Linked DNA regions of Mus musculus: all the other regions are linked to region 3. The links are chromatin contacts, called in public HiChIP or PLAC-seq and promoter capture Hi-C maps. All regions are on one chromosome and are shown on one strand. The core of a region is the stretch at or near the end of the contact, and the rest is flanking DNA. Distances in the headings are between cores, read along the strand shown.

Region 1 (2,946 bases), core at 303-2,802, 280 kb before region 3:
CATTGAGACATATCTTCTTAGCCCCTGTTCTGTTTGGTTTTTCTCTGAGGTCTAGCTTCCACCACTAAGCTCAGTATATCTGTCTTCTTTCAGGGATTTGAGTCATAACCGGTTGTCTAACTGGAACAACACCTTGGAATCACAAACATTACAAGAAGTGTAAGTTATTTTTATTCATTCAATATTAAAGTCTTTAAAGTAACCTAATTATGAATTTGAATATTTTTGGTGTGTATTTGTGTGTCTGTGTGTGTACCTGTGCACTGTAAGTTCTTGTGGAGTCCAGAGATTAACATTTAGTATCTTTGTGAGTTGCTTGTCTGCTTTACTTATTTAAAATAATGCTTTTATTTCTTTTGTGAATTTCATATATTTTGATCATATTCTTTCTCTTCCTCCAACTCCTCCCAGATCCTCACATACTTCCCTATATTGCCAACTTCACATTCTCTCTCTTTTTTGTCTTTGTTTTTTTGAAAAAGGGTTTCACTGTGTAGCCATTGCTGGACAGGAACTCACTTTGTGGATCAGGCTGGCCTCAAACTCACAAAAATCTACCTACCTCTGCCACCACATCCAGCACTCTTTCTTTCTCTTAAAAAACAAAAACAAGGGGCTGGAGAGATGATGGCTCAGGGGTTATGAGCGTTGACTGCTCTTCCAAAGGACCAGGGTTCAAGTCCCAGCACCCATATGGCTGCTCACTGCTGTCTCCAAGATCTGACACTTTCACACAGATATACAGGCAAACAAAACTCCAGTGCATATAAAATAAAATTAGATAAAATAGAAAAGAACAAAAACTAAACAAGCAAGCAAGCAAACAAGGAGTCTAATTTGTGTTGGCTATCTCTTCCTGAGCATGGAGCCTTCCCTGGCGTATGGTTGATAGACTCAGTATCACTCCACTGAAGAAAACAGATTTCCTCTCCTAGCAGTTAACCAATTGCAAATAGCTTTTTGTCTTGAAGTGGGACTTTGTGCCCACTTCCCCTTGGGGTTTTGTCTGGCTTGAGCTTGTGCAGGTCTTGTGCTTGCTGTCACAGTCTCTGAGTTCGTATGTGCATTTGCCCTGTTGTGTTGAGAAGACAGCTGTTTCCTTGAAGTTACCCATTACTTCTGGTTCTTAGGATCTTTCTGCCTCCTCTTTTTCATAGACCTCTGAACCTTGATGGGAGAGGTTTGGTATAGATTTTGCATTTAGGGCTGAACATTCCAAAGTTCTTTCTTTCTGCACATTGATTAGTTAATTACCATTTACTTCAAGAAGCTTCTCTGTGGGGCGTGGTATCGAATGCCTTTAATTCCAGCACTCGGGAGGGGCCAGCCTGGTCTACCAAGTGAATTCCAGACAGCCAGGGCTATACAGAGAAACCCTGTCTTGAAAAACAAACAAACAAACCAAACCAAAACAAAACAACAACAACAACCAACGAAACCAACAAACAGCTTCTCTGATGAGGGTTGAGAGAGACACTGATGTATGTGTATAGCAATATGTCATTAGGAGTTGTTTCATTGATATGCTTATTTAGCAGAATAATAGTAGTGGATTTCCCCTTAGGGCCTATGACCTAGCTTCTTGGCCTCTTCTACCTTATTTTTTGAAGCATCATCTTTGAAATCTGTACTACATAGACTGGTCATTGGTCATCAGGGATCCATGTAGCTCCACTTTCCCACCTCAGTACTGGGTGTACAGATGTGTGCTGCTCTGTTCAGCTTTATATTGGTTTTAGGGATCCAAACTCCGGTCCTCATGTTTGTACAGCAAGAGCTTTACTGCCTGGGCCATTTCTCCAATATGAATTTGGGAATTTTTAATCTAGAGTTGCTGTGAAAAAAATTGAAGGAATTGAAGGCTGGAGATATGGCTTTGTGGTAAAGAGCACTTGATGCTCTTTCAGAGGACATGAATTCCATACCCAGCAACCATGCGAGGCAGCTCATAACTACCCTACTATCCTACTACTGAGCTACACCTCTATCCCACCCTTTAAAAATTTTCTAAAATTAAAACATAGTTGCATCACTTCTTCAGACCCCCTTTAAAAAACTTTTTATTATTTTATGTGTATGGGTAGTTTGCCTGCATGCATGTCTGTGCATCACATGCATGCAGGATTCACAGGAAGTCAGATACCATGGAACTGCAGTTAGAGACAGTTGTGAGTTGCTGTATGGATTCTGGGAATCAAACCTGAGTCTTCTGGAAGAGCACCCAGTACTTTTAACCATGGAACTCTCTCTTCAGTCCCTCAGTATCTTGCTAAATAGCTTAGATTGGTTTAGACCATACTGTGTAGGACAGGCTGGCCAGTGGACCTGTGCATCCTCTTACATGCGTCAAAGGACAGGGGTTACTGGCACGTGTTATCATATCTGGCACAAGCCTTTGTAATACTGATTTTTCTTTTTCTTTTTTGTTGCTGTTGATTTGTTTTTGTTTTTTGTTTTTGTGACAGACTTTCTGTTATATACTTCAGACTGATTTTGAACTTACATTCTCCTTCCTTTCCCTCTGAAGTAATGGGATTACAGATATGCTAGAACTACATCCAGTATGTAATGCTGACTTTAATGGTAGATCATTACTATGAAGCAGCACATTAAAATTGCTAATTTCTTAGAGCTGGAGAGGTAGCTCAGCTTAAGCACACATACTGCTCTTGTAGAGGACCTGAGTTTGGTTTCCAACACACACATTGGGTGGCTGCCACCTTAACTCAAGCTTCAGGGGGTTCAATGCCACTGGTTTCTGAAGGCACTGCACTTAAATGTACACTTAAAGTCCTAAAAATATCGAATTTCTCAAAGTTATATATACTTAGTCTCAGTCATAGGCCCTTTCAAATTTGGATATATTAAGATATTAGCCAAAACCAGAATTGAAGAGGTAATTTCCATTATTAACCTTTAAAACTTTTTTCTCTTTTGCTTAGGAAA
Region 2 (3,053 bases), core at 450-2,949, 360 kb after region 3:
ACCATAAGCTGGCATAATATCTTAGCCTCAAAGTTGGGCCACTATATACTAGCCTGCTGTGCTATCTAATAGTGATATCTGTTCAGTGAAAACATCATGGATAGTTTTCTCTTCTAATATCTGGTGCCAGAACGCTAGTTCTGGAAGGCAAAGACATTTTGTTTACTATTGTATCTTAGTGTGAAGAAACAAAGTTGGTACATAGTAAGTGCTCCTAAATGATCCCTTTTCTGAGACACGGTCCCTCTCAGTCGCCTGGGCGAGCCTTGAACTCAAGATTTAACCCACCTCAGCCTTCCAAGTAACTGGGTCTCTGGGTGCCTCCAAAACACCTTGTTCTCATTTAATTATTATAATTAATGATATAATCATCACAATAATCCAAAATGAGATAGATAGGACATAAATTATTATCCTCATTTTTTTAACCTAGAAAACAAAGAGTTAGGGTGATTTGGGAACACGTTAAATATTTGATAATTTGAATGATGACCATGTCGATGTTCTTTATTTTTCTCAATTCAAAGCTGAAGGGCTAAGGCTTAACATTCTTACAGTTCTGAAATACCAATTAGAAGCTTTTAGAACACAGCAGGTTGGTGTGGTCGTACATGCCTTTGATCCCAGTGAGGCAGAGGCAGGAGGATCTTTTAAGTTCAAGGCCAAACCTGATCTACATAGTGAGCTCTAGGCCAGACAGAGCTACATACTGATACAAACAAACAAACAAACAAACAAACACTAAGCAAAAACCAAAAGCATGACAGGTGTGTCAAATACCATGTTATCTGATGTGCCTGACAGGGATGGAAAATGGGCCGCCCAGCTTTTGTTACACTGTTAACTATGGCTCCCTCTAAGTGGATTTGAGTTCTGGATAATCAAGTCCACCTGCTCCCAGGCTACCTTGCTCTCCATGTCTCTCACGTGTCTCTACTCCCCACTCTCCCTAGCCCACTTCTCCAGACAATATAAGTTAAAGAAGCCCAGCTATTGTTAAAAAGGAAAATGCCTATTCTAATAATCAACTTGTTTTCAAAGGGATAGGAGAAAAAGTGGCAAAATGAGAGTTTTTGGTGTTTTTCAAACCCCTGTTATCCCAATGATAGCCTATAGGGAAGCTAAAAATAACACGTAACATGAAAAGCTACTCTTATTAGTAATCTGAAGCATATGTCACAATGCAAATGCTTTCTGCAGATGTTCAGAAAGCATTAATATCCATACACCTGTCTATACCTTCTGTAGGACCATTAAGCTCAAAAGAACAAGCAAACCCAACATTAAAACCAGCCTACCTGGAGAAAACCCTGAGCACAGACACAACAAAGCCCAGAGAGGTTATGTTCTTAGGTCGCCTTCCTCCCTTCCACTCCAAACTCCATGGTCGTGTTATCCCTACAGCAATTGCGTCTAGGCAAACTGGGCCACCACAGACTGCTACACAGTTTATCTAAGAACTCTTCAGAGCATTCCAGAACTCACCAGAAATTCACTGGCAAACTCCTCACTGTTGAGTTTCTTTTTCTGGGCTTCTTTCAGTAGTTGCTGCAGAATTTCTCTTTGGTCCATGCCGCAGAGCAAGAGTCTGTGAGTAGGTTAAGGGAGGGCATGTCAAATATGTGTCATGGCCAAGGCAGCACCAAGAAGCCACTGCTGCTGCAGGAGCACAGCGTGCTGGAGGCTGTGGTTTACTGACTTCATCACAAGCCCTAGAGGAAATTAGTACAAAACTAGCTTCTGTGGTCACACAACAAAGCCATCATCTCCCTGCAGGGCCCTAGCGCCTTCCTTTCTCAACAAAGAAACTTGGCTACTGTTCAAATGTAACAAACAAGAGGCTAACCAGAACACAAACTGTGGTCTGCTTAGCTCAGAGACTGTTCCACGCTGTCAGTCTCAGACAGCACTCAGTTCTTCCATTCCCAGAAGAAAGGCAGAAAGTACAGCACTAACCTGTGAGTTCAGCTTTTCACATCCCAGTGAGCAGAAAGGCCTGGGTGACGCCCACCTATGCCCTGCTGCAGGAGAGGAGACAAACACTGGAGTTACCTATCTCCGACCCGGACCATTATCCCCAAAGTCTCCTATAGATATGATCATGGCAGACCTCTGCTCATCAAGCGGGCATTTTGTTTCAGAATTTGTCAAGCTTCCATTATAAACCTCACGTTTTTCTTTTAGAGGAAGCAAAGTCCACTGCTTCTGATGGTCCATCTCACCCGTGACTGGGGAAGTACTGGCCCTCATTAAGGGAAGTGTTGGTCTCTGTACTTCTTCAGACCTCCAGTAGCTTTGCAAACACTGAGAGTACAGCTCTACACAGGATGGGAAGCACCGGGGAGGCAGTTAGCACAATATCCCCAGAACGCACTGCTAGCAAACAGCGAAAGGACAAAACGGAACTAAAGCTAAAATATTGCTTGCTGAGAACCATACAGATTCTATCTAGGTCAGCCTGTCTGGAGAGAATTGAGGAGAGGTGGTGCAGTCCCAGCTCCTCAGGACTGTCCCCAGCTGCAAGATCACTTGAGTCTCAGAGTTTGAGACACCTGAGAAACAAAGTGAGCGCTCTCTCTCTCTCTCTCTCTCTCTCTCTCAGAAGGGGAGGGAGGAAGAATGAAAGAGGCTGAAGAATTCATGAAGACATGTTGACATTTTGATCCTACAGAGCCTATCTCAGAAAAGATCGCGTTTCAGGGAGCCGTCCACATCTGTGGTATCAGTGCCTTAACAAGGCAGGTTATTCCAGAGAATGCTTCCACATCTCCGTTTGCATAAATCCTCTCTTCGATGGGCACAAATCCACTCAAGATCTAATTCAGTGTGAAAACCCTTGCAAATGAGGAAGTTCAGTAAACAGAATGTTACAAAATTAGTTTCAAGTTAAAAAAAAAAACTGGGAAAGGTGTAGTTTGGACTTCCTCTATTAAGATATTAGCAACCCTTTCTGGTTTTACACTATTCAAACTCCCTTCAGAAAATCATGATTTTGAACACAAAACACGCTGCACCCTCTTCATTGAACCCTTGGCAGGCAATTTGAAGTTAGT
Region 3 (2,708 bases), core at 172-2,671:
TTGGGTGACTGCTCAGCAGACAATCAAGGACTGAAGGTTACAGTCTGGCAATCTCTCCATCAGGGTGTAGATAAAGGTCCTGTCTCTGCCTGGCAGGTCCCAAGCCTGCAGCTCCAGGGCTCCACTTCCCTTATTGTTTCTTGAGTCCAGCCCACATTTAGTGTTTTTATTTCCCCAGTTCAATGGTGTGAAGGAAATCACTGTAGCTGTCTGAAGCTTGATCTAGTTTGTAGAGCTCCTCGGAGTTTAAAATAAGGGCTATCATTAAAGGGAGTCAGAAGACATGCCCTGTCACAAAAGTGAGACAAGTGCCCCAGTTCAGAGAAAACACTTTCCAAGAAATACTGGACGACTATTTGGATGAGGTGAAACATTTACGAACAGAGGGCATTCCAAAGACGAGAAAGCACGCGTTCAATGAAGGAAGAAAAAAAGCTTAAGTGTTTCTGAAAAATTAGAGCTGGGAGAGATCTGAGGTCTCCCTTGTTCTGAGTCACTTCTTCCACCTTCTTACAAACAAGCAGACGCGAAGCAGAGATCTGGTCAAGGTCAAGCCACCAGTGTCAGGACTTAGCTCCGCAGGCACCAGGTTGTTTTTTAATCCATCTCCTTCCCGCTTTCCTCAAATGATCTTCTAGTCAGTCTCTCTCGCTAAGCTGCAGTCTCCTCGAGAGCAGGATCACTGTTTTCTTCATTCTTGGAGTTCAGTAGCTAGTGTAATTAATGATCTTCACTCTCAGCTTGTTTCCGACAGGCTGTCTAACTTGCCCGAGATCACACAGCATTCGAGCACTGGACTGTATTTTACCCTCAATTAACAGGATTTCGCCAATGGATCATTTAAGAACATTCATTGAACGAATTAACAAATTCAAACCCGTAGAATCCGTTTCAGCCTTAACAGGCCCATTTAGTGGCTCCACCGTTCGGAGTAGCTGGGCACTGGACTCCCAGGATCCAGGCAAAGCACTCCCAGGATCGCCTTCGGGCTCCAGCTCCGAGGCCCCGCCCCCTGCCCAGCTGGGCACGCCCCACCTTGGGGACCAGGGTCCTTTCAGTGTTTGAGTTTCCCTTGGCTCCAGCCCCTGGCTGGAGGGCCTCTCCCCTCTAGGCGACCTGTGCCCGCTCCCAGACCAACCCTCTCTTTTCCCTCCCCCTTCTCCCTCCCTCACACTCTAAACTTCTTTTTTCCTCCCTCTCTAAACTTCAGTCATTCTAGTGCCCGCCTCCTCTACTTAGACCACCCAATCAGAAATCAGCATGCCCGCCGAGGGCCGCCCCCAGCTGCCAGAACCCAATCCACGGTGCGGAGCCGAGAACTGGGCGGGTCCTCCGGAGCAGAGCTGGTGACGGCAACGCGCCGGGCGCTGCGCTGCGGGAGGGGGCGGGGCCGGGCCGGCGAGGGCGGGGGAGGGGCCGAGCGGGGAGGAGGTTGCGGCGGGTTTGAAAGCGCCAGTTTCCTGGCAGCTGGGGCAGGCGTTGGTCTCGGCGCTCCGGCTCCGCAGCAGCCGCGCTCCAGCGAGCGACTAAGCTCGGTGCGCGCGTACCGATACGAGCCTCGGTTCCAGCCGCTCCCTCAGCTCCCGCCCCTTTGCCTCAGCCTTTCCCGCCGCGCGGGCGCCGAGTCCCGGCCGTCGGCGCTGACCCCGCCCGGAGACCCCGCCGGCGCCGCCCGCGGGGCGCGCGCTCCCTCCGGCTCTCCTCAGCGGCCCGCGAGAGGGGCGGCTCGCGGCGGCGCGCGGCCGGCGGGCTGAGGCGGGGGGTCGACGGCGGCGCCCCTCTGGCCGGGCTGTGCGCGGGGCCCGGAGCGGCACCGCGGCCGCCCGCGCGGGGGCTCCCCATGGTGCAGCGGAGGTCGGGATGTCGAAGACGTTGAAGAAGAAGAAGCACTGGCTCAGCAAGGTGCAGGAGTGTGCGGTATCCTGGGCCGGGCCCCCGGGCGACTTGGGCGCCGAGATCCGCGGCGGCGCCGAGCGCGGCGAGTTCCCTTACCTGGGGCGGCTCCGCGACGAGGCTGGCGGCGGCGGAGGCACCTGCTGCGTGGTCTCGGGCAAGGCGCCCAGTCCGGGCGATGTGCTGTTGGAGGTGAACGGGACGCCGGTCAGTGGGCTCACCAACCGGGACACTCTGGCTGTCATCCGCCACTTCCGCGAGCCCATCCGTCTGAAGACGGTGAAGCCAGGTGTGTGGTCGCCTTGGGGACCCGGGTCCTGGTCCGACTCCCCGGGGAGGAGGGGGGAGGGGGCGGCGCCGGGGTTTCCCATTTTGCGGCTAGTAAAACTGAGCTCGGGTGAACCGACAGCTGTGTAGGCTGTCAGGGAATTGGCACTAGGAGCTGGCTTTCCTAATCCAGCTCGGTCTCCCACCGCATCAAGAGTTTTTATTTTTATTTTTATTTGCCTAGAGAAGAGCCATCTCTTTTCTTCTCCCCTTTGTGGAAACAGTCCTATGATGATAATCTTTTCTTTGGAACGTATTTGCGTCTTCTAACGGGGAGAAAGGGCTTTACTATGGAGACTCGGCGCCGGATCGAGGGCCGAGGTTACCACTGAAAGCTCCTGGGAGGGCTCAGCTGGCCCAGTGCGTCGTGCACGACCGCAGACGTCTGGGAGCTGACAGTCCCACTCTGTGGGTCTAGGTGGCTCAGGTGTCTGAGTCCCAGTGAGGTACAGTGTGTGGTATGAGGCAGTGGAGCTGTTGTGTCGTCT

What was found. Promoter capture Hi-C pulls out the DNA fragments that hold promoters and counts their contacts. HiChIP or PLAC-seq counts read pairs in DNA pulled down with a chosen protein or histone mark.
Region 1: an H3K27ac HiChIP or PLAC-seq map of embryonic stem cells shows a contact between it and region 3, with 6 read pairs. The contact joins the enhancer-like site here to the promoter of Magi3 in region 3. A contact is called at or near these places in 6 of 39 promoter capture datasets (the 3T3-L1 cell line, the SN4741 cell line, cranial neural crest and 3 more), 5 of 484 Hi-C or Micro-C datasets (CD4 T cells, CD8 T cells, embryonic stem cells and 2 more), 6 of 115 datasets of contacts at active chromatin or transcription factors (embryonic stem cells, forebrain, large pre-B cells and 1 more) and 2 of 9 other capture datasets (adipose tissue and pancreatic islet).
Region 2: a contact with region 3 is called in a promoter capture Hi-C map of pre-B cells, with 2.6 times the contacts expected there. The contact joins the promoter of Ptpn22 here to the promoter of Magi3 in region 3. A contact is called at or near these places in 3 of 39 promoter capture datasets (the C10 cell line, liver and pre-B cells), 4 of 484 Hi-C or Micro-C datasets (the Ba/F3 cell line, LSK cells, Th1 cells and 1 more), 2 of 115 datasets of contacts at active chromatin or transcription factors (memory CD8 T cells and pancreatic cancer cells) and 1 of 9 other capture datasets (liver).

Annotation. Positions count from the first base shown.
Region 1 is chr3:104,494,702-104,497,647 of GRCm38.p6, reverse strand. It overlaps Lrig2 (leucine-rich repeats and immunoglobulin-like domains 2), which reads left to right. Exons shown (of 18, transcript NM_001025067.2): 2 at 94-159; 3 at 2,943-2,946. Among named protein-coding and RNA genes, the nearest start is that of Lrig2, 16 kb to the left of the region's middle. Within about 2 kb of position 1,552, at least 12 of the 459 cell types and tissues checked have an H3K27ac peak or open chromatin away from gene starts, as enhancers often do. A contact at or near this core is called in embryonic stem cells, where this site is marked.
Region 2 is chr3:103,858,923-103,861,975 of GRCm38.p6, reverse strand. Ptpn22 (protein tyrosine phosphatase, non-receptor type 22 (lymphoid)) reads right to left here and starts at 1,699. Exons shown (of 21, transcript NM_008979.2): 1 at 1,486-1,699. The coding sequence starts at 1,572.
Region 3 is chr3:104,219,119-104,221,826 of GRCm38.p6, reverse strand. Magi3 (membrane associated guanylate kinase, WW and PDZ domain containing 3) reads left to right here and starts at 1,421. Exons shown (of 21, transcript NM_001159354.1): 1 at 1,421-2,182. The coding sequence starts at 1,861.